Regions from separate parts of the Mus musculus genome. Here region 2 is linked to region 1. Evidence: chromatin contacts called from public promoter capture Hi-C data. All regions are on one chromosome and are shown on one strand. Each heading gives the region's core, a stretch centred on a gene start, on an enhancer-like site or on the middle of the called end of the contact. The rest is flanking DNA. Distances are from core to core; before and after follow the strand shown. Region 1 holds the start of Ptp4a3 (protein tyrosine phosphatase 4a3). Region 2 holds the start of Eef1d (eukaryotic translation elongation factor 1 delta (guanine nucleotide exchange protein)).

Region 1 (7,268 bases), core at 183-2,682:
GAGCCCCTCTGCCGACACATCACTCCGCTCACCCCCTTTGGAGACAGTGTTTCTCTGTCCCTGTCTTACCTCCTGGACCGCACTTTGTAGACCAGGCTGACCTCAGACTCACAGAGATCCACCTGGCTGGGCCTCCTGAGTGCTAGGACTTAAGGCATCTGCCACCATGCCCAGGTGGACACATCACTTCTATGGGGTTAAGAAGACCAGAGAACAAGGTGGGGGGGTGGGGGGGTCTACCTCTACTGCATTCTAGCAGGCCTGAGCCAAGGCTTGTGGGCCCACCGGCTACCTACACCCCTATCCCAGCAGCTCTAGGTGTGAACAGAAGCTGAGCTCACCTTGCCTCAACAGGCACTCAGTCAAGCCACCACACCCTCCCCACCCCTGGTGCTTAAGGACCCTACTATGACCTGGGCCCTTCTCTATCCCCGCCCAGCCTCCTCTAGCAGTATCTTAAGCCCTCAGCTGCTCCCAGACCGGCATGTTTTTCAAGACCCATTTTTGTCCCTGTTTGCCAGAGGAGGACATGGGACAGAGGGGCGTGGAAGGACCTTCTCTGGACCCTGGCCAGCTCCGGCCGTCCAGACACCCAGGTTTTCTCAACATCGAGTCTAGTAATCGGGAACACTTGAACCCCAGGGGGGAAAAAAAGACACAGAGGTAGTCAGAAGCCACACCCTCAAGTGGTGGGGTGGGAGTGCATCTAGCTTCAGAAGGGACCTAAATGGGACCCTGTGTGACACTTAGGAGTCAGGGGTCACAGTTCAGGACTCTGTGCTGTCAAGACAGGCAAGACTGCTCCGTGGATGGGCTGGGGACCCCAAGGACCCGTAGTGGGGCGTGGGGAGGGCACACAGCTCCCCGACCTCAGCGGGACTTCCCACCCAGCCCGCCAGGGAGCCGCCATCCCGTGCAGGGCCCATCCCAGTAGGGTTAGGGTTCGGGAGCGTCCTCGAGGCCGGGTCCCCGCCGCCCGCAGCCCGGCTCACCCGCGCCCGCAGGCGTGCGGCCGCCTCCATGCGCCGGCCGGCCGGGCCGGGACCCGTGCGCGCCCTCCGCAGCGGCGCCGGCTCCGGGCGGATGCCCGCCGCCCGCCGCCCAGCTATTTATAGCGCCCGGCGTCACGTGGGGGGGCGGTGACCGGCGGGCGACCCGACTCACAGCGGCTCCCGCACCTGCTGCCTAAAGATAGCACGCAAACAAAGGCGCGGCCAGCAGAGGAAGAGGAAGGAGGAAGGGAGAGGACCACCGCGGACCCGCCTGCCATCCCCTCTGCATCCTGCTGGGTAGGAGACCTCCTTCTGCAGAGGGGCCACAAGCCAGGAGGAACCCTTCCAGCTCTCCAGCTTCATATGCGCACACTGAACAGCTACTGTGTGCTCAGCCGCACTAGCCCACACTTCACCTTAAGAGCCACCACTCCCAGACTACAGCTGAAGAACCTGAGGCACTGAACCTACGCACACTCGAGTCACACAAGAGATGGGAGCCGACTCTACACAGGCTCATCTCCAAGGGAACTGACACCCACCCAGCTCTCCTGAAGTCTTCCAGGGCATCCCCTGAGCAGGATCGTCTCCTGGGCTCCACTGACCAGACGGAATCCTGGTTCTGTCCTAGGGCATCCCAGGCAGGAACCCTGTGCTCTCCCGCCCAAGAATGGAGACAGATGTCAGTCCGCACCTGCCCCAGTGGCTGCACCGCCCTGGGAGCCTTCTGGTGCAGGGCTTGAGTTCCAGCTCACAGAATCCCCAGAGGCCTTGCCTTGCTGGGAACCCTGGCCCAAGCCCGGCTCCCAGACAGAGGCCTGGCCCTGCAATCAGTAGTTGGTGCTGGGGAGAGGAATGATCCCTGAAAGGCTGGACCTGAGCCAGGGGAGGGCATGCCCCTAATACTCCCAGAGAGAAGTCTCATTAGCCAACCTTGCACAGCAGAGCCTACTATCCCCCATTCTCCCCCTGGCCCAGGTAAGCAGGGCTGATAACGTCCAGGCTGGAGCATCCCATTGCAGCCCCATCCTGGCTCACCCCCAGAAAGCTAGGCAGCCACCTAAGATCCCCAGAATATGCCACCCTTATAAATCCAGCAGGTTAACGGCATTGTTGCTGACCAGACCCATGGTCTCAGCTGTTCCACTAGTTTCCATCCTGACTGCAGATCCTGAACCCTCCACAAGGCACCAGCCTCCAGCAACACAACAGATACTGAGTAGATGCCCCAAGTCACCCAGCCAGGTAGCTGGACCATGACTGGAGATTTGCCCTCCCCCAGAGACCCTACTGGTCCCAATCCCAGGTGGGTAGGAGAAAGCACATCAAACCATCCCTGGTGGCCCATCAGTTGTCTAGAAAAGGGTTTGTTAGTGACAGGCCCAGCAACGTCTGAGATGCTGCACCAGCCAGGGCTGCAACCGGGGCTCCAAGTGACACCACACACACACACACACACACACACACACACCAGCATGCTGGGGCCTCTAGCTAATCCTGGGGGCACCTGCTACAGCTGGCAGGGCCCCAAGCCTTTCGGAGAAGTCTATATATAACACATCCAGAGCCTTCTTGGAGCCCTCCCAGAGTAACCCATCTCTGGGGCCAGGAGGGGAGACCCTAGCAGGCTCCACCCACGCCAGTCCCTCGGAACTCATCCAAAGCTCTTACACCCCTGTGTCGCACAGTTCCAAGGGTGCAACCCCTCACAAAACAGGCTCCTTAACCCCAGGCTCTCCCCAACCCCCTTGGCTATGTGCCCAGCCCAGGGAAGGCATCCTTAAAGGGAGGGGGAACCTAGCACTGGGCCCCACCCATACCCCACCTCCCACCCAGGCATGGCACCAAGAAGCTCCCGCTTGTTTATGGAAGGAACAAATGACCTGGTGTTCTAGGCAGAGGTCCAGATTGGGGAGCCATCCAGAACCTATCACGAGACCTCAGCCCTCGAGGTCTGGGAGAACTTCATAGGAGGGGACACCCAGGCCACCCTAAGAGCAGCTCCATGCCTTCCAAGAAGGAGCCACTATGTCAGCTGCCCCTTTGCCTCTTGCTTTAAGGGACTTCCCCAACTTGGTCCCTCAAGGGCCATCTGAAACTATGCACAGGATAGGGACCACAGGAGAGCCCCAGGTGGCAGGGTGGGCAGGGAAGGGTTCCCAGAGAAGGTGACCCAGGAGGTAGGCAGACATACTCCTGGTACCTGCATTGACCATCTGCTCTGATGCCCTGTGCCACCTGGGATCAGTGCTAGCCAGGGATGAGCCTAAGGCCACCTCTATAAAAGGACACACTGCTAGAGAGGGAAGCCACCTTCCAAGGTGGTACCAGCACCCTGCATGCTATGGGCTGTGACCTGGAAACAGACCTGGGTTTCCAGAAGGCAGGCTCCTGCCGTCCCTACCGAGGCTCAGCCTGACAGTGCCCTGTGGAGCACAGTGGTGATCTGCTGACCCAGGCTCCCGCTCTCTGAGGGCACCCTCACGCCTGGCATCAGCCTACACCACTGCAGATCAAAGGCTGTAACTGTCACTTCTGCCGACTGGCGCACAGAGTGGGCCCAAGTAATTGTGCATGAAGTCCACCAGGTTTCTAAACTTGGGACCTCTGACCCCTGAAGGTCCACCATGAGCTACATGTGTGGTTTTTTAAGAGATTTATATATATATACAGTATTCTCCCTTCATGTATGTCTGCACACCAGAAAACGGGACCTGGTCTCACTATAGATGGTTGTGAACCACCACGTGGTTGCTGGGAATCGAACTCAGGACCTCTGGAAGAGCAACCAGTGCTCTTAACCTTGAGCCATCTCTCCAGCCCCAGCTCCATGCTTTCAAAGGGCATCGGGTAGACCTGTCTCCACGAGTTGCCTCAGTCATGGCTGACAGGATACCCCTTTCCTCCTCTTATGCTGTACTTCACCTCCCAAGAGCTCAGTCCTGGCTCACATGTCTCCTGCCTTCTACAGCCTGTGACCTCCTACACTAACCTCGACCTTAGGATTCCTTCCCAAAAGGAAGGGAATCTAAGTGTTCATTCATTCATTCATTCACTCACTCAGTCACTCAGTGAGACAGGCATGCTGAGCACCTCCTGGTGCCAGTCACAGGGCTGAGCAGGATGGAGACTGAGAAGATGGGAGAGAACAGCTGTGCTGTAGGCAGGCATCACTCCTGACTCAGGGTACCTCCGTTTCCCAGGTTACTGCATACAGAGTTGAGCAGTGCTTTGCCAATGCTGTCTCTCACTGGGCTGTCTGCTCAAGGCTGAGGCACCCTGGCCAGCTCATCCTATCTTCCTCTCTTCACATCTTCCCACCAATGCCTCCCACACCACACCACAGCCATGGCTCCTGGATCTTTTTCTTCCTGTTCCTGTCATGAGAGACAGCCCTCCTCCAGAGGAGCAAGAACTCTGTGCCTGGGTTTCCTCCATACATCAGGATGAAGGCAGAAATTCAACTCCCTTACAGTCACCAGAAACAAGAACGCTCCAAGCTGCACTCACGCCCAGAGCACAGTACTGCCTCCTCTCCTGAATCCTGTAAGAAGAGGACCACTGGAGTCTGGATGTCCCCCAAGGCCATACGCTCTCAAACTCACCCTTTGTTCAAGCCCAGGTCTCAGGATTTCTCACCCTTGCCGTCTGGCTTCTCTCACCCAACATCCAAACACCTGCAGAAGACGTAGGACTCTGACTGGAGACCCGGCTGCCTCAAAGGACAGCATCCACGATGTCTGACCCTTCTGATAAAGGGATCCCACTCCATCAGGGACCCCTTCACACCCAGGAAAGTGTTAAGTGGGTAACAGACACGTGTGTCCGTGTGGAAGGGCGCGTTACGTCTCACATTCCAGCACAGATTAGCACCAGGATTGAACACCAGTCCATCTGTCAAGCCACCCAGCAAGCCACCAGGACTGGCCTCAAGGTTTGGCTCAAACTGCAGATTGAATGGTGTCTCCCACCTGCCACAGCTCACACATCTTCCATGGCTCCTGTAGCCTACCAAACTCACCCTTCAGTGGAAGAAATGATAGGGTACAGGATTCACACCTCCAGGAACCCTGCTCTCTTCCTCAGAAGCCTCGGACACCCCCAAGGCCAGAACCTCGTGCTCCAGGAAGCCACTGATCACACTGTGTCCCAAGCTCCCGGTCACATGTTTACCTGCAAAGCACGTCTAGGCTCCCTCCATGCCTCATTGTTGCACGGGATTAGGGTTGAGGAAGCAAATGCCATAATGGACTCCCAGAGATCACAGAGATAGAGGTTGCAGAGAGCATGAGATATTAGGCAGGGAGGTACAGCACAGGGAAACAGGGACTGGACATTGTCACCATGGAAAAGAGAAACTGGGACGGCAGCATTCAAGCAGACTCAGTTCCCAGGGTAGGAACCAACCGCATTCTCCATCAGCAACTAGCACCGGTGTCTACCTGTCTGGCAGCTCACGATCCGGCCCATGTCTTTCCCCAAATATGCAAGCAAACCCCAGCTGAGACCCAAGATTGAGAAACCCTGTATTACGTGTGGCCAGATAGACAAGGAGGAGAGGGCTGCCTGCGTTCTGCTTGACTCAATCTAGCCGAGGCCTCCTTCCTGTCTGCTATTGTGTGACTTGCACAGCCTCGGAAGTTTTACACCCAATGGGCAACCAAAGGAAATGGCAGGAGGCCCACTCCATTCCCATCAACCGTGGCACCTCCAGAGCCTCTCCAGACACCCCTCAGAGCCCAGGGGGACCGTCACTTTGTATACAGCTATGACCAGCATGAGAAGCGACTCTCCTGCACTTCATAGGAGCCATTAGGCTGAAGGTGTTAGCATATGGCTGGCTGAGGTGATAGGGGAGGCTCTGGACCTCACTGGTCCTTCTGTGCCCACCAGAGCTGTGCTGCCACCACATCACCACCCACTGTAGTCCTGGCCCACTTTCTGATGGCATGGCTGGTGTGGAAGTAACAAGGACACGTGGATCAGCCAACACTGAAGCTGGGGTACCACAGGAGGGAGGGTCAGGCACCCCACGATGGACAGAGAGCTGAGAGAAAGGCAGAGCTTGGGTCTTGCCGGAAAAAAAGATGCCACTCTGGCCACATGGGTGACACCCTTCCCCACTTCCCCTAGAAAGTGCTATGACACCCTTCTCTCTGGGATAAGCTCCTCTTATCTGCTGTCCCCAGACAAGGACCCTCCCATTCAGAGCTAGTGACATTCACCTCCTGGGGCCTCCGAGCTTACCCTTCCCTTGCAGCTAATTTTATTCACTTCCCTCTATGTCAGAGGTGGAGGCAGGAGCCCTGATATAGCAGCCCCAGGACTGAGCTCAGGGGTAGCCCAAACAGGGTATCGACACAGGGTCCAGGGTCACACCACCTGATACAGTTCTCCCTGCTGATCGGGGGACAGGGGACAGGCAGTCCTCCAGGGACCTGTGACAGCAGGAACAAGGGAGGGTGGGTGGCAGGTCATCACAGCCCCAAGGGGGTGGACAACCTACCTAATGCAGACCAGAAATAAGAGTCTCACCTCACCCCACCCTCCAAGTAAACAGCCCCATACCTAAAAGCACGGCCCAGACAGCCCCAGCAGGCAGCAGTCTGGGTTTGACCTTGGGTCCCACGTCCCATCAGTGCCTGCTGGGGCTCGCACTTCCTCTAGGGCGGTACACTTCGTCTCAACCTTCCTAATGTAGTGATCCTTTAATACAGTCCCTCGGGTTGTGGTGATCCCAACCATAAAATTATTTTCATTATTAGTTCATAACTGTAATTTTGCTGTTATCATAATATAAATATCTGTGTTTTCTGACGGTCTTAGGGGATCCCTGTGAAAGGGCCCTTTGACCCCGAAAGGGGAGTCTCAACACACAGGTTGAGAACTGCTGCTCTAGTAGGAAGAAGGAGGGTAAAGTGGAACAGACCCGCCGGCCCACCAAGGCCCAACCCAGGGGCTCATCCACACCCCTTCGTGCCCAACACAAACCCCTACTCCCATTCATCCCCCAGGAAACTCCATAAACAGGGCAGGGGCTGCTCCTGCCACTCAGGACCAGTCCCTTGTCGCTCCTCAACCAGCACGCTGTTCCAACAATGGTAATATAAAGAAAAGCTGTACACACAGCTCCACACATGAACACGGACACACAGCCACATGTACACATGTGCCTCCACACAGATGTCACTCAAGGATCTGCACACACGGGACACACAGAGATGAATTTCTAGGGAAAAAAGTGATCAACCAGGAAAGAGAACTCAGTATCCTGCA
Region 2 (7,051 bases), core at 901-3,400, 2.2 Mb before region 1:
ATGCTAGAGGGCAGGCTAGCTGGGGATGGAGGAGCAGCGGGGGCCACCTCTTCTCTGCAGCCTTCCGGAAGGCCTCCATCATCATCCAGGTGTAGCCACTGGGCCACCTCTTCAGGTGCCAGGCGCTTGTAAGCCAGAGCTGCCAGATGTGTGAGGTCACTGAGCACCCTGCTGTGTTCGGCAGTCTCCTCTACCTGGTGAGCTGGCTGCTGCCCAGGCTCAAAGGCTGCTCGCAGACCCAGCAGCCAGCAGCGCTCTATGCTGCCTGCCTGGACCAAGTCCCAAGAGAGGCCAGCCAGGTACAGCATGTCCTTGAGAACGAAGCTTCTCATGAAGTCCAGAGGGGAGCCACTGGCACAAGACACAGCAAGCCGCAGGAGCTCGCGTTTGTACAAATGCTTGAAGGCTGCCACCACGCCGTGCTCCAACGGTGCAGGGATGTGTGCTCGGCTGGTGCCCTTGGATAAGAAGAGCACTCGAACTGCACCATCAGGTGTTTGAAGTTCCTCTGGGGACCCAAGGAGCTCAGGCTGGCACTGCCTGGGAGTCTCCTCGCTCTCCTCCAGGGGAGGCATGCTAGTGGCCCAACTCGGACAGGGTGGATGGGCCACCAGCAGCACAGCCTTCTGTTGCAGGCAGCTTCGGCGCAGGTAGCGCTTGACGCCAGGGACAAATTCCTCGAAGAACCAGCCCCGAAGAAGCGGGCGACTGAGCCAGGCATCCGGACTGTAGCGGTAGGAGGCCGGGAACTTGTCCTGGTTGTGGTGACGCAGGCTGGGTGGGTCCGGTAGCTGCCCGATGACTAGTGGTTTCAGCTTGTGGCTGCCCGTCAGGTTGGCGGCCAGCAGTACTGTCACTCGGTCACTGCGCCAGCGTCGGCTGCACCCACCAGGCTCTTTGGAGTCCCCAGTGCCCGGAGTTGAGGCCTGCTCCGGAAGTAACCTCCAATAGAGACCAGTAACGTTAGCATTGTAGATCTGCTCGTCGCCATAGCCGCCCTCGGAGTGGGGTAGAGTGGCTGGCGCGCCGTCAGGTACGAGAACTGCGCCTGGTGACTGCGCCGGCTCCTCTTTGACAGGCGCGGGGCCTGCGACCGGGGACTCAGCCTCACCATAGATGCGCTGGCTAGAGATGCCATGGCGCTTCTGCCAGCGCCAGAACCAGCCGTGGCTAGCCTTGAAGGTACACTCGGGGCCGTAGATCTGGCGAGCAAAGGCCTCAGCCTGCGCTTGGATAACTGGCCCGGATAGCGGCACACCGTGCTGGCGCAAGGTGAGGAACCACGAGTAGACGGCGCGGTCGATCTCCTCCTCGTTGGCCAGACGCATCTTCTTGCGCTGCGTGCCCACTTCTCCACCCAGCTGGTCCAAAAACCAGCGCAGCTTGGGCTCGTCCTTGAGCCAGCCGCGCAGAGTGCCGCCTGGCACGCCGAAGTCGCGGCACACGCTGGCCTGCCGCTCACCGCCCTTGACGCGCTCGATGGCTTGCAGCTTGTCTTTGATTGAGTAGGCCTTGCGGAAAGTCATCTTCACGGCCACCCGGGGCCGCGGCCCGGGCGCTGGGGGCGGCGGCGGGCGCGCCGTGGAACCCGGGCCGGGCGCCGGCGATCGCGGCGGCTCAGCAAGGCACCGTGGCTGGGGAAGACGAGCGCGATGCGGGACCGGGTGCAGGGCTGGGCCGGCCGGAGGGCTCGCGGGGTACATGGCGTCGGCGCCAGGGACCACCCGGGAAAGCGAGCCTGACACCCCGCGCGGGCCGCTCGGGGCGGGGCTCGGGGGCGGGGCTGCCCGGGTCCCTCCCTTTTGTCTCGCCAGCCTTGCCTGCCCCGGCCCGCAAGGCCCGCCCACTTCGCCTCGTGGCGCCTGCGCACAGTCTGGCCTTGGGCGCGTCACTAGCGCGTGCGCACATCAGCTTCATTACGTCCCGCCCTCGTCGGACGGATCCACTCTTCGAGCTGAGGAGGGGTTCGGCGTGTTGGGAGATCCGGTTCTCCGCTCCTAGCGACAACTCTTGAGGTGAAGCGCGGCTCTCAAGGTAGCTCTTCCTTTGCTTCTACCATGGTGGTTCCTGCATGCATCGTGATGCACGCTCTGAGGGCAAGACAGCGCGTGCCCAGGGTTGGACCCCCCGCCGTGCCTTTCGTGGTCTATGCCGCTGCGTTTTCCGGGAGCTGCGCGGGCGCCCTCCCTCTCCTTTGCAGTCCTGAGCTCGCAGTTCCAGGTTTTGGTTGCTGCGTCCTTGGCTGGCGTGTGAGTACCGGGGGCCCCGCCTCAAGGAGCGCACGTGCGGCGGAGGCCTGGAGTGCCCGGGCCCCGCGCCGTTAGGGTTGCCTCCCGTGGGACAGTGCGGGCTGCGGGCGGGCGTCTGGGCCTGTGTGGAGGCGGGCCGCTGGCCACATGGTTGCCAGATTCCGGAGCGCTGCTTCAGGCTGGCTGCGCGGTGGCTCCGCACATCCCAGCACGGCACGGCCTTGAGTGACACGGTTGCCTGCGGTCGGGCTGGCTCCGGAATTTTGGGGGCCCAGCTCTTGCTAACGCCCTAGGTCTTTGCGGTTAAGCACCAAGGGCGTACCTAACTCTAGGCATAGAGGGAGGTTGCTTCGGGTGCTGACTGGTGGAACTCGTACGGTCCACGAACACAGGGTAGAAAAAAGGGCGTGGTGGTGTCGATTTGCTCAAAAGTAACAGGACTAGCTCTACTTACTGATTTGAATAAGGTGATCTGGGCAGCTTTCTTTGGAAAGGGGCGTTGAAGGGTACGGTCGCCCCTTTTCTAATACATGAGCACTCTCTCCGGGCATCATGGTTTTCTAGAGTGAACGGCTACCCTGCAGCAAAAAGAACTTGGTGAAGCTATAATGTTGGGATGCTACTCCCAAGGATGCTTCTGAATTGGCCCTGTCACTCGGGGATGGATAACTGGGTCTTATCTCAGGCGGATTCTCATGGATGAAGCAAAGGATGGATGTGACAGGACTACCGAGTGCCCCCTAAGCCAATCCCGTGGGGCAACAGAGTCAAGAGGAAGAAGTCAAAGGGACAAGGAGTCCCCTTCCCAGGCTCTGTGATGGCCAGTACATCATGAACCTTCTCTCGGACTGTGGGAGGAGAACTCAGCAAACAGTTGGAGAGTTGGCAGAGGGAGCCATTTAGACTTGGTTGCCTGGGATTTGCTCTGCATGGCTTTCTGCCCTCTCAGGAGAAGGCTGCTGCAGGGTCGTCCTCCGGGCTTATCTTTTGGATAGGTGAGGCTCCGTGGCATAGTACAGATGAGGCAAAAGTGCTTGAGAGGGCTTGATAGCAAGAGTGACACTTGGGGGATGCAGGTAGGAGATGCTGGCATTAAACATTTCTTCTGAGCCAGGGGTCTAAGATGCTGTGTGCCTATTGAATGTTGGAGTCATTGAAACATGTGAAATCCGGGTGCTGGAACGTGCTTTGGTCTCCAGTTCCACACATCACTTGACTCAGCAGACTTGGGTGGTTCTACCAATCAGAGTTTTCATTCTCCTTCCTGTGTCTAAGATGACACACAACCAATGCCCCCAAGGTATGGTCCAGATATTATCAGGTGTAAAGGAAGAGCTGAGAAAGCAAGTCGTCTAGCAGAGTCCCAAGACCTGTGTGTCAGGTCAAGGTACCGTCTGCTGGAACAGAAATAGAGCCAACAAACAATAGCATTTGGGGGTAAGGAGATTGGGGCTGGGTGGGTTTAGACTGGAGTGACAGCATTAGCCTCTGGGTCTCAAAGTGGGCAGACAGCTCAGGCCAGTGTTTCTGAGTAGGACTGGGATATCCCAGAGGCAGAGAAGCAGGGTGGGAGCTTGGAGATGAGAATCTACTAACCCATGGGAAAAAAAGACCAAGACACCACTCCTGTGCCAACATAAGCTGCAGTGGGAGAGTCACACTGCGTGGCTGTTGTGACTGAAAAGCTCGTGAGTCCTCACATTCCAAGTGCTACCAGCTGCCCCCTTTGAATACCAGACACAGAAAAAGCCCCCATGGGCAGCATCTGTTCACAGACTCAGGCCAGGTGAGCCCAGAGGATGTGGCTATAAGCGTGAAGGGATACAAGTTGAACTTTTCTGACAGACCTGTTCCCTACCCACCTTGCACATTTCTAATCCTGTGGAGGACAGACAGTACTGGGAGCTCATCACTGTCAAGACTGAGGGGGTGACATGCTACCTCCGAATGTCCAGAGGACAGAAAGGTATGGGCTTAGGGCTCAGAAAGCCAGCTTTTCTGTGGACTTTTATTCCCAGCATGTGGAACCCTCAAGGTGTTTGCTACTGAGATGGGGCACAGCTGTGACATAGCCTTTCTCATCTTCCTCAGGGTCCAGTTCCCAAGCCAGAAGTACCCTTGGCAGAGGCTGCTGCCTGGCCCAGATTGGTAGGAGTTATGAGAGCCCGGAACACATGTGCGCTTCTTTACAGAGAAGTGGTAGCTCAGCCCTGAGAGGCTGCAGCTAGCTAGTACAAGCTTCTTGTGAGTGGAGGAAGCTAGGTCTGGGTGCTGGGCTACATAGCCATGCCTGGCTCTGTTGTTATCTCAGGACCTAAGACCCATCAGGCCTTGTCTGACACTTGAGCTGTCTGCATGCAGTGCCCCCAGAGCTCAGGCATGAACTTGATAGCTGACCAGGTCCTTAGGTCCTATATCCTATAGCCTATGACTGGGAGCAGGGCAGAGCCTGCTTGTCTGGAAGCTTGCTTTCTCTGGTACTTCAGTCTCTTCAGCATGTTCCTGCTATTGCCTAGATTAAAGCCTCAGGAAGAAGGCGGCCAACCCTGTGTAGGGATGTGGGGACAGACAAGCTTGCCCTGTGCGGGTTTGAGACACTCACTGCTACTTGTTTCCAGGCTGGTTTTTCCTGGACAGCTTGCGGGCGCGTGTGTGCGTGTGTGTGTGTGTGTGTGTGTGTGTCCTCCAGGGAAGCAATGGAGTTCAGGTATGCCAAAGTCTGGGTGCAAACTGGCTAAGTTCTCAGCCTGTTGTGCACCTGTGGGGAAGCAGGCTGGGGAAGGGAGACTTTGTCTCCCTTGGGAGCCTTTGCTGCTTGTACTTACTACAACCAATGTCTTAGGACGGCACCCCTATCTGCTTGGTCTCTATGTCCCCAACACAGAGGTGGTATCATTCAGTGTTGGTTCCTGGTGGCAGCAGAGACCCACAGCTTGGAGCTGTGTGGACCTGGAGCACATGGTCCCAAAGCCCTGTCAGTGAAGGAGAGAGGCTGGGTTTCTTTCACAGCTAAGGGAGCACCTGTAGGTGCTAGCTCACCTTGATGCAGGTGGGAGCTTAGAAGAGGGTGGGAGCAGGCAGCTTCCATGGTGGTTTCTGCTTGTCTCTTAGATAATAGGAACCTGAGAGCTACATATCAAGGGCTAATGGAAGAGTGCTGCCTCTCAAGTTTGAGGGCTTAGGCAGCCTCCTGGGATTTGGTGGTGATAGATACTACCATTTTATCTTGTGTTGCCATGCCATCTAGACAAGCAGTTTCTAAAAGGCTGCCCAAGCTGCTGTCTTGGCATGGGTGGCCTTTCCCACCGCTCTAACCTTGCTGCTTTTCCTTCATGCTGTCCTAGGAGGCCAAAGCAAAAGTAAGTACGCCCACATAGCACCCTGTATCTCCCTTCACCTGAGCCAAGGAGCCCCCCAGCCATCGCCTTGCCAGAGAGAGGCATACCTGTGCAGAGTTGAGCTCGCTGGAACAGGGCAGTGGAGTGGTTAGCTTGTTCTAGTGGCAAGTAGGTAGCTCTGTGGCCCTGGCACCAAGCAGGTCAGCATATAACCCTCTCTGCCCTATGGAGAAGCTGTGGCCTGAGGAAGTTCCTAGTTTCTGTGACCCTGTCCTGCCCTGTAGTGGGGTTGGGTGGGGAGCATTGGAAACAGCTTCAGGAGGGTTCCTAGTCATACGCTGGGGGGGAGGGGACAGGTTAGTGGGCATTGCTGAAGGGAGTGAGGATAAACCAAGACCTGCAATAAGTACTCCATGAGAACAGCAGCCTCAGGAACTGGGCCGGTCATGTCCTGCTGTGATGGCATATAGTGCCCCTTGGTGACAGCGGGTGATGTCACAATGAAATGCTCTGCCTCCTGGAATTCCCTCTCAGCCCCTGCCCCTGCCCCTGCCCCTGCTACTTGGCCTTGGTAAGTGAGGGGGTGGCCTAGAGACCTCTCTACATTGGGCCTCTGGCTCCTGGTCTCTGCTCCTCACAGTGAGAGAGCTTGGGTGGATTGCACTAAGAACTTTAGCTCTCACTTAGAGGTAGGCTTCCGGGTAAGACAAGAAGAGTTTTCTGAGGTCCTCCACATGGGTGAGGTTTAGATAGCCGACACTCTTCCAGTCACGTGCTTTGTCGGGTGTATTAGGGAAAGGCCCTAGACAGTGATGTATCGTCACCTCGTGGATGCCCAGCAGATGGCCTGGGTCTGTTACCACAGACCCACAGAAGAGGCATTAGAGCAGCACCTGTACCCTTAGTCCTCAAACGTTAGATGAGTCCAGACTACAAGCATCTTGATAGGGTTACCCTTGTAGGGCAAGGCAGCTCTGAGAGTTCTTACCTGCAGCCTTCCGGGCTGGCTGGTAGAGCCTGGAGCCTGTCCTTTTTGTGGAGCCATATCTGGCTTCAGGAGTAGCAGAGGCAAGTCCTGCCTACATGACTGCTGCTGTGTGCTTCAGAGCCGCACCCTGCTGAGGGAGCAGAAAGGCGTGTAGCCCTTGAGGTAACACCATGTCTAGGGAGGAAGCTGAGGGTCCTGAGGCAAGAGTCTTGTTCACTGGTTACAGTAGCAAGTGAGATAGTGTCCTGATACTGAGGGTCCCGTGATGACCCTTCGGTTCTGATGGATCCAGAGTTGTAGTCTGATGGCCGCCTGCTGAAGTAGTGTCACCTTCAGTTTGATGGAGGATCTCTGGTGGTGGGTGGTGACAGGCATGCAGTCTCTGCTGTTGATATACAGCCCCTTTTCTCAGACTCTTTGCCTCTGGAAGGGCACACTGGTCTGTGTAGGATAGTTGTGTGGCCAAGGTAGGTGCA

The links. Promoter capture Hi-C pulls out the DNA fragments that hold promoters and counts their contacts.
Region 2: a promoter capture Hi-C map of embryonic stem cells shows a contact between it and region 1, with 5 times the contacts expected there. The contact joins the promoter of Eef1d here to the promoter of Ptp4a3 in region 1.

The regions. Positions count from the first base shown.
Region 1 is chr15:73,742,190-73,749,457 of GRCm38.p6, reverse strand. Ptp4a3 (protein tyrosine phosphatase 4a3) reads right to left here and starts at 1,432. Exons shown (of 6, transcript NM_008975.3): 1 at 993-1,432.
Region 2 is chr15:75,904,443-75,911,493 of GRCm38.p6, reverse strand. It overlaps Eef1d (eukaryotic translation elongation factor 1 delta (guanine nucleotide exchange protein)), which reads left to right and starts at 2,150. Exons shown (of 10, transcript NM_029663.2): 1 at 2,150-2,249; 2 at 5,594-5,608. Tigd5 (tigger transposable element derived 5) reads right to left here and starts at 1,759. Exons shown (of 1, transcript NM_178646.4): 1 at 1-1,759. The coding sequence starts at 1,703.